Regions from separate parts of the Mus musculus genome. Here region 2 is linked to region 1. Evidence: chromatin contacts called from public HiChIP or PLAC-seq data. All regions are on one chromosome and are shown on one strand. Each heading gives the region's core, a stretch centred on a gene start, on an enhancer-like site or on the middle of the called end of the contact. The rest is flanking DNA. Distances are from core to core; before and after follow the strand shown.

Evidence for each region. HiChIP or PLAC-seq counts read pairs in DNA pulled down with a chosen protein or histone mark.
Region 2: a contact with region 1 is called in an H3K27ac HiChIP or PLAC-seq map of embryonic stem cells, with 15 read pairs. The contact joins two enhancer-like sites. A contact is called at or near these places in 1 of 39 promoter capture datasets (embryonic stem cells), 3 of 15 datasets of contacts at CTCF or cohesin (CD8 T cells and embryonic stem cells), 40 of 484 Hi-C or Micro-C datasets (the HL-1 cell line, the N1E-115 cell line, cerebral cortex and 14 more), 11 of 115 datasets of contacts at active chromatin or transcription factors (astrocytes, bone marrow-derived dendritic cells, embryonic stem cells and 1 more) and 1 of 9 other capture datasets (embryonic stem cells).

Annotation. Positions count from the first base shown.
Region 1 is chr15:41,160,522-41,167,163 of GRCm38.p6, forward strand. No RefSeq gene overlaps it. Among named protein-coding and RNA genes, the nearest start is that of Gm46502, 10 kb to the right of the region's middle. Within about 2 kb of position 3,715, at least 50 of the 459 cell types and tissues checked have an H3K27ac peak or open chromatin away from gene starts, as enhancers often do. A contact at or near this core is called in embryonic stem cells, where this site is marked.
Region 2 is chr15:41,326,871-41,333,512 of GRCm38.p6, forward strand. No RefSeq gene overlaps it. Among named protein-coding and RNA genes, the nearest start is that of Gm41312, 13 kb to the left of the region's middle. Within about 2 kb of position 3,396, at least 18 of the 459 cell types and tissues checked have an H3K27ac peak or open chromatin away from gene starts, as enhancers often do. A contact at or near this core is called in embryonic stem cells, where this site is marked.

The sequences.
Region 1 (6,642 bases), core at 2,465-4,964:
ACCAACATCATCATTAGAAAAATAGGAATAAAATTCAAAATGCATCTCTACAGTTTATTCAAATTGCTAAGAATAATAATGATAATAATAATTATTATTTAAATATCAAGTGTTGATCAAGATATGTAGCAACCAGACTTTGCAAGCATAGTGCACAGAAGAATTCATTGTTCAAAAGAATTCTCACCTGAGGAATACTGAATGGCGGAGAAGCACCTGAAAAAATGTTCAACATCCTTAATCATCAAGGAAATGCAATTCAAAACAACCCTGAGATTCCATCTCATACCAGTCAGAATGGCTAAGTTCAAAAATTCAGGTGACAGCAGATGCTGGTGAGGATGTGGAGAAAGAGGAACACTCCTCCATTGTTGGTGGGATTGCAAGCTTGTACAACCACTCTGGAAATCAGTCTGGTGGTTCCTCAGAAAATTGGACATAGTACTACTGGAGGATCCAGCAATACCTCTACTGGGCATATATCCAGAAGATGTTCCAACTGGTAAGAAGGACACATGCTCCACTATGTTCATAGCAGCCTTATTTATAATAGCCAGAAGCTGGAAAGAACCCTGATGTCCCTCAACAGAGGAATGGATACAGAAAATGTGGTACATCTACACAATGGAGTACTACTCAGCTATTAAAAGGAATGAATTTATGAAATTCCTAGGCAAATGGATGGACCTGGAGGGCATCATCCTGAATGAGGTAACACAATCACAAAGGAACTCACACAATATGTACTCACTGATAAGTGGATATTAGCCCAAAAACTTAGGATACCCAAGATATAAGATACAATTTGTTAAACGCATGAAACTCAAGAAGAATAAAGTCCAAAGTGTGGACACTGTGCCCCTTCTTAGAATTGGGAACAAAACACCCATGGAAAGAGTTACAGAGATAAAGTTTGGAGCTGTGACGAAATGATGGACCATCTAAAGACTGCCATATCCAGGGATCCATCCCATAATCAGCTTCCAAACGCTGACACCATTGCATACACTGGCAAGATTTTGCTGAAAGGACCCAGATATCGCTGTCTCTTGTGAGACAATGCAGGGGCCTAGCAAACACGGAAGTGGATGCTCACAGTCAGCTAATGGATGGATCACAGGGCCCCCAATGGAGGAGCTAGAGAAAGTACCCAAGGAGCTTGGGGGATCTGCAACCCTATAGGTGGAACAACATTATGAACTAACCAGTACCCCAGAGCTCTTGACTCTAGCTGCATATGTATCAAAAGATGGCCTAGTTGGCCATCACTGGAAAGAGAGGCCCATTGGACTTGCAAACTTATATGCCCCAGTACAGGGAAATGCCAGGGCCAAAAAGTGGGAGTGGGTGGGTAGGGGAGGGGGGGGGGTCGGAGGGTATTGGGGACTTTTTGGATAGCATTGGAAATGTAAATGAGGAAAATACCTAATAAAAAATTAATTCTAAAAAAAAAAAGAATTCATTGTTCAAAAGTGCAAATCTAGATGGCAAATGAAACACAACTCAAGATCACAGAAGGCATAGAACCCCAGACTAAAGGTCAAAATGATGCCCTAAATTCCTTTAATGAACACCACTTTTGCTGTCTCCATTGCTTGCTTTCTCTGAAACCCAACAAGTGACGCGTTTTATTTCTTCCTCTTCCACAACTGGATCCTACTTTATAAAGTCAAGTACCAAGCGGGCTGTTGTAAACAGAAGTATTTAGGAAGCCTTCAGACAGGGAACAAAAACAAAAAAAAACAAAAACGCTGCCCTAAGATGCCTGTATCTTAAAGCAGAGGCTAAATCGCTCCTTTGTTTCTGCCTTGTTTTCCTTTAGTCCTCCATAAAACTCCTAATCCAAGATGAGAGATGTAAACAGGAAGTCGGAACTCCTCCTGGAAAACCCGCTCTCTCTGCTGCGAGGAATCTGAAAAGCACCATTCATCCTAGCAGCAGTGTCCCAGCCAACATTGTAGGAAGCGCTTGGCTTCTGCATTTGGAACATGCATCGAAAGCTTGTTTTCCATTCAGTGCCACAACGACAGGGGCCAGAGCATCTCAGCACATAAAATGCATGTCCTGCACCTTGGAAAGAGCTACTGAACTCATCCCAGGATGAAATGGAAGTCAAAGGGAGGATTTTCAGCTTAACTTAGATGCAGTTTATTCTTTAAGATACTAAGAGTGAGAACAAAACCAATTACCGCAGTATTAGGTAAAAGGTGTTAACTCGTACTTTTACAAAAGATGTTCTGCAGGGTTTGTAGTGGTTAGTGAAAGTTATGTAAGTAGGGGTATGTGTGTGGTTGGGGGAGTGTATGGTTAAATAAATTCAGATGGGAAGTTCAAATAAGTTCATTTCCTTTGGTTGGCCCTGTAAGTAAATTAACTAAGCATTTGGAACTTTGGCTATGGTGGATAAACAAATGTGAAAACGGCTCGCATTCCTTTTTTTCTTTTCTTTCTTAAATTATAAAACTTTCTCTTTGACTGATCATATCCAGGCGCGGTGTGCTCTTCTAGCCACAAGAGGGCAGCAACACTGTATTCTGAACCAAATGCTTCTGTAGATGCGCAAGACTGGCTCCAAATAAGTGATTCTCAAACTGTGGGTCGCGACCCGCAATTTTTTCAAGGGGGCTCCTAAGACCATCAGAAAACACAAACATTTACATTCATGCTACTAGCAAAATTACAGCTATGAAGTAGCAATGAAAATAATTTTATGGCTGGGGAACATGTTACAAGATGAGATACTATATTAAGTGATACCAAAATTAAGTTGAGAATCACTACTCTAAATAATCATACTAACAGTATAATAAATATATGTCCTTCTCCAAATGGCTTTTTGAATTCTGATGGTATTTTATGGCTGAAGATTTTTGAACTAAATGCCTTCAAAATATGTCCGTACAAATGAGACTATAAGAAACATGTAATAATTTTAGTAAGTGAATTTCAATGCCTTAAAGGAGCAAATATTTTAAAGGTTCTTTAAAATTCATTTTTAAAGATCACAATGTTAAAATTACCACAGTGACCTTTCCAATAATTTTTAATGCTCTTAAAGTGAACATGGAAGAGTTAACATTTGTTATGGTTACAGACCTTTTTATTTTAAAAAAAAACCATATTTTAAAACAGTGAAGTCAGTAAATAAGAAAACTTGTGAGGAATAGTTCTAATAACAGACACTGTTTGGATAGCTACCTGTCTGGATATTGAAACTGTTTTTCTTTTCTGTTTAGGATAAAGTAGTTGCATTATTTAGCCACTAGGTGGTGCTGCTCTTTAAATAACTGCCGCAGATACTTTGTAGCCCTACAGGAAGTTCATGTAATTAATGGAGAACCGAGAATTTTTCACAAAAGAACGGAATTGCTTATTCGAACAACCTCAGCCCACAGCAGTTACTCATTTTTATCCTTGAACTTGCTCCTTCCATTTCTCGGGCAACAAAAACAACTGCCATTTTATTACCTTCGACTTTATGAAAGTAAATGAAAACTGTTTCCCAATTCGAAGGGAAGCAGAGAATTCAAAGGATTCACCCACCTAATGGTGTGTTGAAGAGGCCAGTTCAGGACCTTTGGAAAATGCCACCAGACCCCTCCCCTCCTGGAAGAAAAAAGGTCATGGAACACTTAGGCACCCCTCCCCTCCAGAAAGGAGGGGCTAATTAACATTCCTCAGCCAAGGTGGGGCGGGAGACACTGATCAACCTCTACCTGCAGGCTGGGGAGGTCCAAAGGAGGTAAACACATTCTGTAGGACAGACCTACAGACAAGGCCACCTACAGACAAGGGAAGTTCTTGCCACCTCATTCCCCTAGTGACCAATCAGTTTAAAAATTACACTGTTCTGCCAATCACATTGTGACTAATGGCTGCTGCTCCGAAAACTGTATAAAAAACTCCCTGACTGGGCTGCTTGAGGCTGCCTCTCCTTCCGGTGCAGGATGACCCCAAACGCATTGGAACAATAAATTCCTCTTGCTTTTTGCATGCTTCCCCCACTCTGAGTGGTTCAATCAGGGGTCCCCAGTAAGCTAAGGCTCATCAGAGTCTTACAATGCCATCTTCAGATTCCAAAGTAACTAGATGTGCTGGGAGCGCAAACTTAATCCCTATTCATCAAAAGTCGCTCTGTTTAATTTTGGTCGCACAAATGACATCGTTATAAATAAACCTAATATGCTATCAGTCAATTATAAATGTTCAACTATTTCATAATAAAATACATTTCATAGTGGTCACTATTTGTATAGCTGAAAAAAATCCATCCTATTATGAAATATGGCAAAACTGATATGGGTTAATAACGTGTTGTAAAACTACTAATGGATAAAAACGTCTGACACTGAAGTCTACAGAAGCAGTGGGAAGGTTTTAGGTTCATTTTCCTCCTCGTCTAGTCATTAAATTAACCACCTCCAGGTTTTCACCTCAGTCCCCAGCTTGGAGGAAAAACAAAGAACAAGAAACTGCACCCATTTAATTCCAGAAGCTACATACAGCCTTCTTTTGTTGATATTATCAAGGAAAAAAACCTACCACCCCCACCCCCCACCCCACCCCACCTACGCCCACCCCTTCCGCAGTGATGGCTAAGTATCCTTGAACTTCCGTGCTTCCGAACCCATGTAGAAGTTCATGCTGCTAAATTCAGAATTCCAGGCCTTAACAGTCTTGATGAAGCTGACTTGCTACCTTGGCCCTTTCAGCCCTGTTGCTCCTGGGCCGGAGCACCTCTAACCATGGTGGTTGAGGTCCAGAGGCGGCGGTAGCTATGAATGCTGGGGACTGATGGGAGAAGGGTGGACTAGTCAGCTGCGGTGTATGAAAAAAATCAATTAAGTCTGCAGTTATTTCCAGGGGCTGTTTTGACAGTGGGTAAACGTCTACACCTATTTCTCAAGTTGCACCCAAGTTGTATTAGATCTCTATATATTGTTTGAGGCCCTGAAATATATTTTTAGTACTTGAATTCTTGATTATCCAAGTAAGCAAGCCAATTTGTGGTTGTTAAGGGTTTGTTGTTCATTTCTTTTCTTGTCTTTTTCGTTTGTTTTGGTTTGGTTTGGTTTTGGGTCAACTTGACAGAAGCTGGAATTATTTTGGAAGAGGGAACCTTAATTGAGAAGTTGCCATCAACAGATTGGCCTGTGAACAAGTCTGTGTGGGCATTTTCTTGATTAATGATTGACGTGGGAGAGCCCAGCCCTCTGTGGGCAGTGTCAATCCTGGGCAGATAGCCCTGAATGGTCTAAGAAAGCAGGCAGAGTAAGCTATGGAGAAAAAGCCAGTGTGCAGCACCAGTCCACGGTCTCTGCATGGGCTCCTGCCTCCAGGTTCCTGCTTGAATTCCTATTCTAATTTCCCTCAATGATGGACTGTGATGTGGAATTGTAAGCCAAATAAGTTTTCCCCCCACAAGTTGGCTTTGGTTAGTGTTTTATGACAGTGATCAAAATCAAACCAGGATGGCAGTGTAGTAATAAATAATAACTAAAATGTATTGATCATATGTTCTCAGTCTGTGTCCCCTACTCCTCTAAGTGCTTTTCAACAACAAAAGATAATTGCTATGACCACAGTCATTACACAGATAAAGAAGCTAAGTAAGTGCTGATATACATTAATTTCAAAATAATCGTAGAATTTTCTAACAGCTGTGGGTCTCTTTGAAGAGGCACAACCTGGTCAACTTTCTCCAGCTTTTACTGGATAAAGTAAGAAATATGCATTCACATACTGCCCAGACCCATCTTTCTCTCCTTTTCTACTGGAAATGGAACTACACACAGTTCCTCTGCTTGGGTAGCGGCTCCCTGCTACGCTGTCCGCAGAGGGTGATGCAAGGTCAAGCAGTTTCTTCCTGTTCTGGTGTTCGCCACAATTCCTTTCAGTCAGCAGACCATTCCACCTTGCTATAGGGTAGTTGCTACTTTTTTTAAAGATTTATTTATTTATTATATGTAAGTACACTGTAGCTGTCTTCACACACCCCAGAAGAGGGCATCAGATCTCATTACAGATGGTTGTGAGTCATTATGTGGTTGCTGGGATTTGAACTCACAACCTTCAGAAGAGCAGTTGGTGCTCTTAACCACTGAGCCATCTCTCCAGCCTGGTAGTTGCTTCTTGAAGCAGCTGTTGAATGCGACTTGCAGTCTGCTCAGTGTTCACAGCTTGCAGAGCTATGGCAGAAACAACTACGCTGTGCCCACCTTTGGAGACACCAACAGCAGCTGAGTACAAAAGAGGCTCCCTCCATATCAACTAATTCCTCTTGTGCTGCTTCAAAGCTTCTGCGTCTTGACTGACTCAGCCAAGTCTGCTTGCTTCTGTACCAGAGAAGGTAGCTCTTCCTACTGTCACTGACTGCCTCTGTAAAAGATCGCTGCTTAATATTTTTTCAGATTTATTTGTTTACCTTATGTGTGTTTTGGCAAATGTATGCAAATGGCTTCTATGCACAGAGGCCAGAAAAGGATATTGGATCCATTGGAACTACAATTTCAAGTGGTTGTTAGTCACTATGTGAGTGTTGTTGGGAAGCAACCCCAGGCCTTTTGACTTAACACTGTGTATTCTTAACTACTGAGCCATTTCTCCACACCCAAAAGACTTGTTTATTAATGATGAACTTGA
Region 2 (6,642 bases), core at 2,146-4,645, 170 kb after region 1:
TATTAGGTGAGATCATTTTATGGTTATTAAATCGATGGACCGAGGCAGAAAACCCATGACATCACCACAGATCCCAGAGGGCTGCTGTCTATCACAGCACTTGTAACTGTAACCTGTGAATGAACAAAAGAATAGTTGTATGGTCACTGATCTTTCCTATATGATGGTGATAGGACTTTTTGTCTGTTTCTTTTGTTTTGTTTGTTTCCTTGGACTTCTGTGTTATTGAGACAGGATCTTATACTGTATCCCAGGATAATCTGATACTATGTGCTCCAAGCTGTCCTAGAACTTGTAACAGTTCTCCTGCCTTAGCCTTCCAGCCTGCAGTTAGCCTGGCTTCCAGGTATGATAACCACACCTAGCTTTCATCCACAAGATTTGAGAATTTCTCTCTGGGGCCTTCACTGAATCTTTTACTTACACAACAGTGTTGTGATACTATATATGTGTCCCCCTTGTCCCTACTGCAGACAAAGCCTCTGCAGGCATGTGCTAGGAAGGTGTGGGGAAACATAAACATCAAGCACATTAAACTAGTGATGACTAGCTTCAGACAAAACAGATCAAATGCTAGCAGAGTCAGTAAGTTCACTCAGGGTAAATTATTGGGAGCTTGATGGTTTTTCGAAGGAAAAACCAGCCAAAAATGGAAGAAGAATGGTTTCTCCTATTATCAAGAATGAACATATTTTAATTACATTCCAACCACCTGAAATTCCTCTTTGCAGTATCTCTGTATTGGGACCAACTTTTATTCTTACTGTTTTCATTATGTTTTTACCTCAAAAAAAAATCTATACTTTTAAAAAATCTTTTCCTGAAAAGAAGTATTCCACAATTTCTGAATCACAATAAGAATCAATGTCTGGAGACTTATGACAAGATAAAATCTCATTTTTTCTAAGATCATTTTCTCCTATTTTTATATCTCTATTTACATAAATTGCGTCATTCTCATTTTTAAATGATGTATTCTAAACAGAATTCTACATATATTAAGTTTCTGGCAAGCACTGTGCTAGTCTGAAAAAAGAAAAGCTGATATCCCACATATGTATCCCTTTCCTAATCCCTAGAAGCTGTGAATGTTACCTTACATATCGAAAAGTGAACATCCATCTTATCTTCAATATAACTCTTTATAGATGTAAGATCTTCAGACTAAGATGTCATTCTGGATTGTTCTAGGATCTGGCTGTCATTACAGTATCTTCAGGAGAAAGAGGCAAAGGACAGCTTTGCACATAAGCACATGTGTGCACACACATGCAGATACACTGCTTACATACAAGGCTTTATATATAAACAAATACATATATGTACACACATGTATGCACACATGTTTACAAACAAGGTTTTATATATAACCAAACACATGTAAGCACACACATAGGCACCAATGCACAAGAAAGTGAATTAGAGTCAGAGGAGATTGGGTAACATGAAGCAAAAAAAAACAAAAAACAAAAAACATTAATTTCAGGGTCTGGTAGTCAGAATCATAGGCCAAATTTATTGGAGTTTGTTATAATAACTCACAAAAATTATTTTAGCTGTTTGATGTCTTTAATTTAAAATTTAAAAATATATCCAGGAGGAAGCCTTAGTAGCTAATATATTCATGTCTTGTCATTTAGAGGAAGAGCTGAACTAGTAATTCAATCCACTAAGATTTGTTTTAGATTGACATTTTTAGTAAGTCACATGAAGGCTGAAGGCAAATCAATACAAATTATATGATTCCAGTTTGAAATCCTGAAGTACTTCCAGCTCAACTGCATGTTGATCAGCAACCAGTAAAGTCAGTTGTCACTGAGGTTCCCAAATGGGTGAGCAGCATATAAAAGTCTTACCAGTTTCAATTACATACAATTTTGCTTAGCTTATTGTATATATCTACTAATTAAAATGTATGATTGGAGAGAATTTTTCAATAATCCAACTAAACTAAAATTTTATTTATCTATATTTTCTAATTTATAGTCATTCTGAAATTAATGTTTGTGTTGGCTTCCACTGTAATGAACACCAAAGAGTTTGTCAAGCTTGGACAAGGACATCTTTCACCAGCCATTTATAGACCTCATCTCCAATCCAAAGTCAATTTGAATAGTTCCATATTTGCATCTTATAAATGAGGTAAATGAGAACTTGGAAGATAAGGTAAATTTTCTGAATGGAACAAAGTTACTGGCCAGTTTAGTTTAGAAGTTTAAAGTCCTTTGACCTCTTAGCTTCCGTAATCTTTACACTAATCAACCTTCCAGTAAATTCTGATACCTGCTGGCTAATGGGGTTTCAATATTGCTTTTGTTTTTGTTTTGTTTCAGGGATACAGGGGTTGAGGGAATGGGTGAGGAAGGACAGGAGAGGATCTGGGAACATTGGGTGTAGTCTTGGATTTTTTTCCACAACTTACTTTATTTGGGGTTCTTAAACAATTCTACATCCCTCTAACCCACCAACCAGAGGTAGGGGAAAAACAAGGTTAATAAGTAAAGGTTGTTGGGGACCAGTTTAGAAGTAGTTCCTTGGGGCTATGCTACTCTTCATGGTCAAGATACCAGCAGTTCTGTTCAGTAGTAAACACCAAACACCAATCAATAGTGGCAGCAGCCTGATTCAGCAGAAACAGCAAGGTTCTGCTGAGTCTGAATGAGTCAGCAAAAGCTGTCAGAATTAGCCAGAATGCCCCGAGAAGTTCTTTTGTGCATATGCTTTCTATGAAGTGAAGACCAGTAAAGACCAACAAAGACCATCAAAGACCAATGAAGCACTGTACCGCAGAGCAATGCAATAGCATCCTCTCACTGTTTATGGGGTTCCATTTATATTCTTTCTAAACATCACATGCCTTCTCAAGTGTCTGATTTCAGCAAAATATCACATGCCTTCTCACAAGACACTTTCCAGAAAAACATCATGTGACACAACTGAATTGATAAAGAAACCAGAAATTTCTACTTCACTGGGAGAAGAGAAAGTAGGATCAAAATATATTGTATGAAAAAAATTAATAAAATAAAACAAATAACTTGCAATAGAGTGGGACTTGAGTCTGTCTTTGGCCTTTTCTCTTTCTCTGTTCTGAAATACAATACAGGGCTCAGGGATACCTGGAGATCCCATGCCAATTTCTCAGGGGAGATCCCATCCCTCTGAGAAAGCACAACACACAACTGATCTGGATAAAAGGGGACGGAAAGAGAGCAAGGACCTGGAGAAGGGGTAGAGGCAGGCAGACAGGAGCAGAGCCAGAGGGCAGAGAAAGAGAAGTGAGGCAGAGAAGGACAGAAAAGAAGGACAGAAAGGGCAAGAGAGAAATGGCCAGGAACACTTGGGAACAGAGAAAGAGAACTGGAGTAGGAAACAGTCCTTGTATATGCTGCCCACACCTGGCAGTGGCAGGTGATTGCAGCTGATGATGATGCAATCCATTGCTAGGACCCTGGGAAGAGCCTAGTGGAATGTTGTGTAAGCCAACACTCTACCTCGTATCCCATCTCTTCTCCCTTCTCTGCTTTTGCCTTCAAAGTGTCGTTGAGTTGGCCTGTGATATGTTATTCTCCACCAGTAATATGAGCCAACTCAAGTCAGATTAATGTACATAAAGGCAGGTTTATTGTGAATTCACTTTCAGGCTGGCTGAAAGACAAAGACAGGGAAAAGAGGCAAAGAAAGAAATAAAGTGTGAATGGAGAGAGAGAGGGAGAGGGAGAGGGGGGGAGAGAGAGGGAGAGAGAACAAAATTTCTATATTATATAGGGAAAAGTTTCAGAAGGAGTGGAAGCCAAGCCCCTGGGCTGAAGAGTTCAGGGTTATGGGCAGGGTATTCCAGGTAAGGACTAAAGGATGCTGGGAAAACCTGGAGCCCAGGTCTACTTTGGTACATTAAATATGTACTTCAGATATTTATCCATATCGGAAATCCAACATCCAGTATGTATAATCAGTAATGTATCTAATCACAAAAGAATTAGGAATGAAGTTACATTACTTAGAGTAAATACTACATGTTCTTACTTTATCTTATATGTTCTATTGTGCCTCAGATTATCTCATTCTAAAACTGCCAATTTTACTTAGGAAATTATTATCTATTTCTCTTTTCTTTTTTTATTATCAGGAGTGTTCATTTTCTAGGTGTCCAACTTAAAGTATCTTCATGTCATTCACAACTCTTTCTCATATCACCGTTATACAACATGCACACACAACTGCTTACCAAATTCAATCATCACTCCTATCTAAAATGACAGTCTAACTGTTAAGTTGGTTTCACAGACCTATTAAAAAATCTAATAGACAATCATTCCCTACAGTGCATTGATACACAAATGTACATAGGGTTTCACAGAGGTCATAGATACCATGAAACAGAGCCTCACTCCCCAGACTCAAAACCTTTCTCTTCATTGAGCATTTTCTCCTTCTGTGTCAGATGTTGCCACCCTTTCTGTCATCTTTTATCTGCTCTTCCTTTTGTCTCAAGTATATTTATTAAGAAGATTTAAATATAAACATTCTAGAAGAAACCTCGGAGCATTCCAAGCCCTGGACATGGCACCTTGCAGTCAGCACACAATCTGCAAAGAATTACATATGCCCTATGTGTCTCTTCCCAGCTCAGTCCAGTGATCTCAGATGGGCAGATTGGTTTGAAGTCTCTATAGTGAAGGACTGTAAACCAAACTGATTTCTATTATATAAAATTTACCAGCACAATACTGCCTGTATTTTCAAAGGCTCATGTTTCACATGGCCTAAAGTCAAGTTTTACAGCATGTACAACCTCTATAATCTATCCTTAAACTTCATGTCTAGCTCATTTTGCACCTTTCTCTGTGGACTGTATACCATAGTCCCATAATTCAGAAGCACACTGGGCTGCTTTCCCAGTTGGCTTTTCGCATCACAACACAGCATGTGCCAGGCTCAACACCAACAAACCCTCCTCTTAATGCCCACATCTGCTTTACCTAGTGTGAACCAAAGCATTGACCTTTCTTCCATCTCTTTCACTCAAAAATCCATCCATATTTAGAGACTAATAACAACACTTCACTCTTCTCATGGCCTTTACCAACTGTTTAAAAGACTTTTACTGAGCCCCAATCCAGGCATTGACAATACAGCTCTGTCTACTCTAATTTTATTATAAATTCCATCCAGGCAGTGACTGCATTATTAGATTATCCAGATTTACCTTCCATGTATAGATGTTTCTCTATTATAGACATGATATGCAATAAAGTTTGTTGAATTTAATCAAAAGCCTTTCTGGTTCTTATACAATGCAATATTCTTTGTTTCCTCTTATTTTTCAGTACTAAATACCAAACCCAAGCTATCATGAATTCTATTCAAACACTCAACCACTGCCTAACTCATTAGGTAAAAGTCTAGGCAATAAAACAGGAATGAATGCTAAATATGTGCCGCTGCTAAGATTCAGACAAGCTGAACAGTAGATGAACAGTGAGCAGAGTAGAAGCCTATGCCTTTAAGTCAAGCAGACAACCTCTGGGTAAGTAATCCCTTGAAGGTTAATTTGTAGCCTCTGTTTCTAACATCATTTGATTCTGAGCTGTGACCTCCTACTGAGGACAGTTTTAGACCAAGTTACTTTTAGAAGCAGGTCTGAGGATCTATGCCTTCAGCCGGCTTTGGTGGATATTAACTGAATTAGATATAACATCTTCCCTGTGACTCATTCCTCACCAGAGTCAGGAAGAAGTATTATTTCTATTCCTAAATTCCCAAAGAGGAAAGTAAGGCAAGAGAGGACTGTGTGGTTTGCTTCCATTCAGCATGAAATGTGGGTAGCATATGTACTGACACAAAGCAACCAGACAGAGCTTTAATTGCTCATCTAACCTCCAGAAAGAGTCACCATCTGTGAAATTCTGAAGACTGTAAGATTATAAAACATGACAGAAAAGCTGAAAGCACCAGATAAACCAAGTACCTAGTCACCGATCCTAGAAAGGATCCACAGGAAAATATGACTTACCAGGTCAAGTCAGCCAGGAAAGCAGATGGTCTAACTGCAGACCTCTACTACTCCTCCTGCTCCTCCAAAGCCCACAATCTCATCCCTGCCCTTTCTCCCACTTCCAGAAGATCACACAGATCTCCTCCAACCTCTTTTCTGACTCAACCTATTGTCCCAGCTCCCAACCCCAACAGGCATTCCTGGAGAACCCACTACCCCAGCCTGCCAGAGAAACAAGTAGGCCAGCAAAGTGGATAGGTGAGCTTCAAATCTTCATTTAGCCTCTTCTCCTCCAAATGCAACCCCCAAGTCTCATCCCCCAACTATGTATCAAACTAGGTATTTTGCCCTCTCCACATTCTTTGCCCTCGATCTCAGGTAATAAGCATATCCTATTGGGACACTCTGCTTCTCTGCCTCCTGTGGATCCCCTCCACTGCTCTTCTCCAACTCATCCCTATACCTGTCAACTCCCTACACAGTCCAGCCTGACCATGATAAGGAGGGTGTGACATGGTTCCCACCCGTGGAACAGTCAGCAGGGAGTGGGCCTACACGAGTGTTGGTGGTTGCTGTGGGTGTAAGGCTTGTTTGTATAATAATGTACACATTTTCATGTTCCTCCTTTGATTAATGTCCTCTCT